3 separate regions of the Gossypium hirsutum genome follow, and all the other regions are linked to region 2. Evidence: chromatin contacts called from public Hi-C data. All regions are on one chromosome and are shown on one strand. Each heading gives the region's core, a stretch centred on a gene start, on an enhancer-like site or on the middle of the called end of the contact. The rest is flanking DNA. Distances are from core to core; before and after follow the strand shown.

The links. A called contact is a pair of places that touch in the nucleus more often than the background predicts.
Region 1: a contact with region 2 is called in a Hi-C map of leaf, with 4 times the contacts expected there. The contact joins the promoter of LOC107934525 here to the enhancer-like site in region 2. A contact is called at or near these places in 11 of 34 Hi-C or Micro-C datasets (callus, hypocotyl, leaf and 1 more).
Region 3: a contact with region 2 is called in a Hi-C map of leaf, with 4 times the contacts expected there. The contact joins the promoter of LOC107934526 here to the enhancer-like site in region 2. A contact is called at or near these places in 10 of 34 Hi-C or Micro-C datasets (anther, callus, cotyledon and 2 more).

Annotation. Positions count from the first base shown.
Region 1 is chrA01:73,428,866-73,431,565 of Gossypium_hirsutum_v2.1, reverse strand. It overlaps LOC107934525 (protein BASIC PENTACYSTEINE2), which reads left to right and starts at 1,301. Exons shown (of 2, transcript XM_016866975.2): 1 at 1,301-1,660; 2 at 2,586-2,700. The coding sequence starts at 2,590.
Region 2 is chrA01:73,577,305-73,580,004 of Gossypium_hirsutum_v2.1, reverse strand. No RefSeq gene overlaps it. Among protein-coding and RNA genes, the nearest start is that of LOC121207816, 37 kb to the right of the region's middle. Within about 2 kb of position 1,319, at least 3 of the 9 cell types and tissues checked have an H3K27ac peak or open chromatin away from gene starts, as enhancers often do. A contact at or near this core is called in hypocotyl and leaf, where this site is marked.
Region 3 is chrA01:73,381,845-73,384,544 of Gossypium_hirsutum_v2.1, reverse strand. LOC107934526 (purple acid phosphatase 8) reads left to right here and starts at 1,434. Exons shown (of 6, transcript XM_016866977.2): 1 at 1,434-1,724. The coding sequence starts at 1,527.

The sequences.
Region 1 (2,700 bases), core at 52-2,551, 150 kb after region 2:
CACTGTTTTGATTTGACCCAAAAACGGGCTATTACAAGTATGGAATGTTAATTTTTTTTAGGTGCCTTGGAGGGCATATTGGATCATTTTGAATATAATGTTATGTTTGAATTTGAATTTTTCATTGAGGTGCCAATTGTGGCATATTGGTTAGACACTTAGGATGATTGTTAGAAGTGATATTTGTGGTATGCCTTGGTTGATGTTTTTTAGGTCTATAATTATATCTATGGTTACCATTTGAGCTTTAGGTGTTTTGGGCATGAAATGGACATTTTAAATATTGGTCTTTACCATTTCTAAACTTAAGTATCGATATTTTGGCATTTGGTATTGATACTTGATCATATGAACAATTTTAAAACAAATAGAATGCTAGAATGGTATTAGTATTTTTTCATAAAATATCAATACCAGAAAATAATGTCGATACCCTTATTTCGCATAACAAACAAAATCGTGATTTTGTATCGGTATTTAATATGATATCAATACCCATTCATTACATATCAATATCAACTTTAAAAGTTTAAAATTTTAAAATTTTACAATTGAATCCTATTTCATGCTTGAATTACACAATTCAGTCCTTGCAAACTTTAAATTATTAAATTTCATAATATGTGAATGGAATTTATATAAATTGCATATAATTTTTTGTATTTGCTTGTAACATCTTATTACTAGGGTTCGATGATCGGACCAGGTAAGAGATGTTACAAATTTCACCCATCCGTGCATGTATTATACCCTTAGATTTCTAGATGACCTTTTAGCTAGGATGTTGGCCTTTTCTTTCTCGTGATGTAGTAGGCAGTTGACTTAAGCTGGAAATGAGTAATGTGTATTCTATCAAATAAATTAATATTATTTAACCATTTAAAAAGATTTCACATGTTAATCAACTAAAAATTTGATTGAATTTCACCCTTTTAATCTTTGATCAAAATCTCCAATGCAAGTAGATTATGGTACATTCAAAATATTAGTGAAAAATTTTATAAAAAAAATGAGATAATACTAAATGTTTCTTGATTGAAATAGTAAAAATAAAATTTTAAAAATTATGTTTTTAGTTCAAATCTGTATAGATTTTTTTTAGATTTATCAAAAGATATAAATACTATTGATTAGTTTATAAAATGAATAAATTTTAAAACTTGATTGATGACATTTGATGGGGATTATAAATTATATAGATAAAAAGAAAAAGAGAAGGGAAGGCAGATATTGATAGAAATCTATTGACTATCTTTGTTTTCCATTGTTATAAAATCACATATTTGTCCACATACAAAATGTAGAAAAGAGATATAACAAGTTTTCCTTTTTGTTTGTTTGTTCAAAGGCATATGGCCTACACTCATCCAATAACTTTTTTAGATTATATTTATCTCTAATTAAAATGATTTTATTTATAATTTTCTTTTGATGTTTTTATATTATTTTTAAAAAAGTGAAATTCCTGATATATATAAATCCCCTTTGATAGATACACATTTTTAGGTCTTTCCCATTCTCTCTCTTGATTTTTTTGGGCTTTCTTTTCTCTCTCTTTCTCTTTCGTAGTTTATTTTTTTGCCTTCGCAGGTTTCTCTCTCCTCTCTCTTTCTCTCTCCAGAAAGGGCAAACCCTAAAGAGTCGTTTACACCCCCTCTAAGTAAGTTTTCTCTCTCCTCTCACTTTCCTTTCCCCTCTTTTCTCTTTCTTTGCTTTCTCTTTCTAACAGTTTTTGAATATATGGGTCCTTCCATGCTTATTCTTTGTACTATTAAAACTTTTCATATGTATTTTCATTTATTTATTTGTTTGTCTGTTTGTTTGTTCGAGCTCTGGAGGTGAAATTTATGAAAGGAGATCTAAAGGATGTTATAAAGTTTCCATTTTGAAAGCCCTGATACTGCCATAAAAGAAAAACCCAAACTTTATTTTTTTTTCCTTTTTCAAGATTTTGTTTTTGGTCTATAATAGTAGATCTGATTATGGATTACGATGCGTGCAAAGATTGGACTTTGGGGAAATGTGGGGAATTGGAAATTATTTTGAATCTCAAATTTTCCATCTTTCTGTTTGGTATCTTTAAATTTCTATTTCTGCTGCTTTGGGGATCTTAGATTTTTCCAAATCTGCTATATACATATTTACTGTGGATTTAGATCTTTCGTTTCCATATCATGGATCTGCGATACTGTGAAGGCCGCTCATTGGGGGCTTTTTTCAATTTCCTCCCAATTGAGAGTTAGAAAATGTAACATATTTGCCCCTTTTTGTTTTCTTGGGAATCAAACGGATTGTTAGTCATTCTTTGAATTTTGAATGTTGGTTCTTGTCTGATCTTTTATTTGCTTTCATATGTATTTTGATGTGGCTGAATCTTGCTTCATTCATGTAAATGTGTTAGATTGCTTATTTGAAACATTGTTTTTTGTTTGAATGTCTGTCTTTAATGGTGTTATGTTTTTTTCATGGTCTTTGTGGGTTCTTTAATGGGAATGTTAAGCAGGATTTGAATGGCATTTATGGAATAATGTGAATCATGTTAAAAGTTTAATCATTTTGTTCTTGTTGTTGGTGGCTATGTATAGCTTCATGGATGACGATGCGTTGAACATGCGTAATTGGGGTTACTATGAGCCATCCTTTAAAGGACATCTTGGTCTGCAGCTTATGTCAAGCATGGCTGAGCGGGACACAAAGTCT
Region 2 (2,700 bases), core at 70-2,569:
ATATTGACAAATTGTTATAGGAAGAGCCGATTGTATCTAAATATTGGAAGGGTTATTACTTATAACTAAAAAAAATAAGAATAAATTAAACAAATTTGTGCACCATTGTTTGCTGGTGATCTGGGTATTAGGAAGATCAACACCTTCAATGATGCCCTTCTCACCAAAATTGCATGGCACATAATGACTGATCACAATTGTTTCCTCACAAAGATTCTAAGAGCCAAATACTAATCTCCCTCTTGTTGATACTATTAAATTGTCTGTCCCAACATTTTAAGTTCATGCTTGTACTCTCCCCAGCATCAATATCTTGGATCAAAAGAAATCTCTCAATATCGTCGTCAATCATGATTGGGCCTCTGACCTCCGCAGCAGGACCCTTTCGATACAGGGTGGTAAAAACAAATTTGTATGGAAATTTAACTTTAATGGTCGCTTTTGTGTGAAGAGTGTTTATGCCTGTGAGTGTCAATTTAATCCTTCAACTTCTGCAGCCTCACCCTCTAACAAAACATAGACTAATCTATAGAGGCTTAAACTCCCTTACAATATTACCATCTTCCTTTGGAAAATATGTACAAATTGCCTTCCAACCAAGGAGCTCTTCTCAAGACGCCTTTCCGATGATGATAACCTCTGTGTGTTGTTTTTTGTTTTTTTTGTTTTTGCAAAGATGGCAGGGAATCCATTAAACAACTCTTCCTTCAATGCAGTTTCGATCGAGCAGTGGTTTGGTTCTTCTCTTGTCCTCTTATCCGACTGTCTCCGAATTTCTTCTCTATCATCCTGGTTTCTTCAGTGGCTCAACTCAAACAACATCAGCTCCATCGATTCAAAGAATTTTTACACTTATGCAGCATGCACTCTCTGGATAAATTGAAAATCAAGGAATCAACTCATTTTCAGAATGGTCGATCATTCTCCAGCAAGGGCAGTCATAAGGACCCAAAATCTCCATGATTCCATAATGAATGCCTTTCCCATTAACAACTTGCAAAGCCATCAGTTAAGAATTCCAAGATCGGACCTTATTGATAATCCTGTCTCAGAATGGGCACTCTCTCTTTGCATTGATCATTGCAGGCGAAATAGCATGAGTGGTGGAGCAGTTATCGCCCAAGACCACAGAGGCTCTCAACTCTTATCCATTCGAAGCTACAAGTTTGCCAGCAAAATACAAGCCAGACTTGTCACTCTTCGCTCTATCCTTATTATACTAAAATAAAGATCATAATATTTTTATGTGTGGGTTCTTTGGAAGTGACCCAAAAAAAAAAAGGGCTTAATATCATAAATGAGCGTAACAAAAGTAGAATGGCTGGCCCAACCAGCTTATGATGATATCAAATATATCTTCCAATTCGTCCGAGTTCAAGATGGGCCCATGGATAATATCCATTTATCTTGGGATTCATGTGCTTCAACTACTTGTATTAATTTTCCATTGCCTTAACACCCCCCCATGTTTTGTAATAAATAAATAAATAAAAAGATACTTATATTTCATTGCAAAAATCACTTTACGCTTTTACCAATTTAGCACCCTTTTTTTTTTAATCTATAATCAATAACTTTAGTTTTGAAAAAAATCCCAAATGGGATATCTGTTTAACACACTTATCATGAGTAATAATTTGAGGGCTGGATGGCTTCTGGCTCATTGGATAAGTAGATGAGTTTTTCTTTTCCTTTACACAATAATAAATAGCATAATGTTTATCTGTTGAGAAGGATAACACAAATTTCAAATACAGATAATAAAATAAACCTGAAAAATATCAAAAAACAGTATGTCTAAAATTAGCCACATGTTAATCCATGTGTCTTGATTCAGTGCTCTATTCTTCTTTTCTCGTACACGCTATTTCCCTTAAAATTTACATGCAAAATATCCTTTAACGATAAAATATTATTATTATTATTATTATTTGTTCATTAAGCTGGGTTTTGATAGGTCTTTTCTCTTTTCTAATATGTTTTCTTTATTGATTTATTGAGATGCTGATTTTGTATTTTTAAATTTCCATTTTTGATAGTTAAGAAGTCTGTATTTGTTTGCATGATTAAATTTTTTTTTCCACCTATTAGATGTAATTTTTCATATTTTTCTTTTAAAATAAAATAAACAAATTTGAAAATAATCCCAACTATTATCTCTGGCTTGGGATTTGTATACTGATTATAAAAACCATATCAAATATATATATATATATAACACTTAGGTTAGAATAGAAAAAGTTTATGGTACGTGGTAAATTAGTTTTTAGATTTCATCTTTTTATTGTTGTGTTCATAACTTTTATCATTTTTTTATAATTGATTTAATATATAATAACAATTTACGTTAATTATACGTAGATTTTGGCGATGGTAAGAGATAGTTCTTCAAAGAGACATAGAAATGAATCGTCATGTGAATCAATAAATTTGTTTAATATAGATCCTTATCTTGTAACATATGTTTTATTAAGACAAAGTCTTGTAATTTATTTATTTATTTATTTAGGATTGTTTTCTTATATGATTATAATTATAAACTTACTTTTATGATTACAGTGTTGATAAAAATGATCTTTCTTCAAGAAGAAGGATAATTGAGTCTAGAGATTTCTACAAGACAGAGCTGAAAAATTATCAATCCTTTGATATTATTTCAAATATCTCAAAAAAAAAAAAGTTCTAAATATTTTAAAATTA
Region 3 (2,700 bases), core at 185-2,684, 200 kb after region 2:
ATTGAATTAATTAAAAAATTATGAATATGCTTGGAAGTGAATTTCTCCATATTTTTATATTGCATTATTTTATTATTTTAATTTATTTTGTGCAAGTTAATTCTGTTGTTTTGAGAACCATCAAGCCTGGTATTTTCTTTTCAGATTAAAACAATAAGAGAGGAAGTTAATAAAGAATCTTTTTCTTTTCTTTTCTGGAAGTGGAATAAAAAAAGGAAGATGTTTTTGCCCCGTGCTTTATTTCTTTTCAAAACTTTATTTGATATGATATATATATAATTAAATACTTCTGATGGTAACAATATACCTATACTTCATGTAAAGATTGTAATAAAGTAATAAATTATTAGAATTTTTTTTATTTTAATCAAGTAATAAATATTAAATTGAAAGTATTTTTATATAAAATTTTAAATATATATATTTATGATCAAGATTTGAATCCTATTTATCATAACATAAAATTTTTTAAATTTACCATTTCAATTAAAATAGTATTTGAGTTTCATGTTAATTTTTAATAAACATATTACGTGGATGTACCATAATCTAATATTTATATTATTGGTTTATATATTTTATTTCGATAATAATTTAATTAAATATATAATATTGTAATCACTCAAACAAAATCTTATTTAAAGTCAAATCCATTACATACCTTCACTAACTTGGGATGATAATAAAATAGGGATTAAAATTTTGAACCCCAAAAAACATCAACATTCATGGGTTATATAAGAGCAGTGTAAAGTAAGGCCCTAGGAGTGGACATAATTGCATCATCAAATTCAAGAGCCATTCAACTGGGAAAGGGTTTTAGTTTGTGGGAAAGGCACGTGAAGTGAGGCCACAGGAGTCGACATATTTTCCGATGCCACCAGCCATATGCTTCTTGTTGCTGTGTTATAAATGGTCACTGGTTCACTGTGTGTGATTGCATAGAGGTACTAGGAAAAACGAAGTCATGATTCATGAGAGACCACAAAATTAAACGTATCCTATTCCTTGATGTTTTACCAACTAACTAATTGTCAAACCTAGCAAACATATGGATAAGTTAGAAGATAATTTGCTATTGGATTTAACCTTTAGATTTTTTTTTTTGAATTTTAAAATTTTAATTATGTAAATTTATTATTTTTCACAAAATTCCAGGCAATTTAATCAATAAATATAAGGATGAAATAGAGAACACACAACAGCTAATAGCAGATTTGAGGTAAAGTTAAAAGAGTAGGATGAAGTCAGAGCTAACTTAATTGGTGGATTTAAGACCAGTTTGGGCCATAAGGTTTGGTGGGTTATTGGTTCTTTCTTATTAATGTATGCTTTCATTCAGTCAATCTTATAGCCTTACGTCATTCTAAGGAATTTTCGTGGGACTTTTAAAATGATTTTTAATCCTACACTCGTAAAAACATATTATATGCTCCAACTGGTTACAAATAGCGTGGATAGCAGGACTCTTCATTTCATTTTCTACCTTGCCTTGCCTCCCTACTCTCACCTCATTTCACATAAATATGGTTGTTCCAACCAAAAAAGCTATGAACCAAAGGCTCGTGTCGTGGACGTTGGTTGTTGGGTTGTTTGTAATATCGTGTGTGGCAGAGCTTGAGCGGTTTGAACACGCAGGCAAACCAGATGGGTCTCTGAGCTTCCTGGTGGTCGGAGACTGGGGAAGGAGAGGACACTATAACCAATCTCAAGTTGCTTTTCAGGTCTTTTGCTTTTCTACTTTCTTAAAAGTTGTCATTAAATGTTTTATGAAAACGCAAGTAACGTTCTCCTCTTTCTTTCTGGTTGTTATTAAGAAGAAAATCATTTTGGTCCGAAGCTTTTTAGGAATTCCATCATCACTCGTCTTAAAATTTTATATCCAACAAAACTATCTACTAAAGTCCAATAGAATAAAATGAAGATGCCAATGAACATTGTTTTTACAGTCTAATCATTTTAAAAAACTTTTGGAATGGTATAATTCCAAATAAAATCCCAGATTCTTTTTCTTTTCTTCTTTTTACAGTTTAATATTCCTCAAGTGAGAACAGTGAGGGGAATGGACAAAGTTAGCCAGTTTCGTAAGTCTCTCACACGTTGATTGGGTTTCATATAGTTTGGACTAGAAAATTCCTGTTTCAGTTTTGGCCGTTTCCAACCAATCACATCTCTACACCTATCCAAAATCACAATCCTAACTATACACGTATTGGAACCAAAAAATTTAAAAAAAAACTTTATTATCACTCAATACAAATTTGGTGTTAAATAAATTCCTATATCCCATTTCCCTTGTAAAAATATTTTCACCTAACAATTCTTCTTTACATTATTTTAGGTTTAGTACCTCCCATATTATACATAAATTGGATCACTTTAGCCTTTGTAATTTTTTCCGTTTATGTTTATTTTGTTACACCATTCACAATTTCTATTAAGAAAAGTACCTAAGCGAATCCAACCTAAAGTGCAAAAACCTTACAAATAAAATTTTAAAACTTTCTAAAAACACCTAAAATTCTAAACAAACCTACATTTTTTTTAAATTTCAATTAAAAAAATGCATTTTAGATTTAACCTTAGACATGCATTTTTCCAGTTTGAATCTAGATCTGTATTTTAAAAATAATTTTATATATTTATATATTTCCAAAAAGATAACAATTTCAAAATAAATTCTAGATGTCCAATTTTACT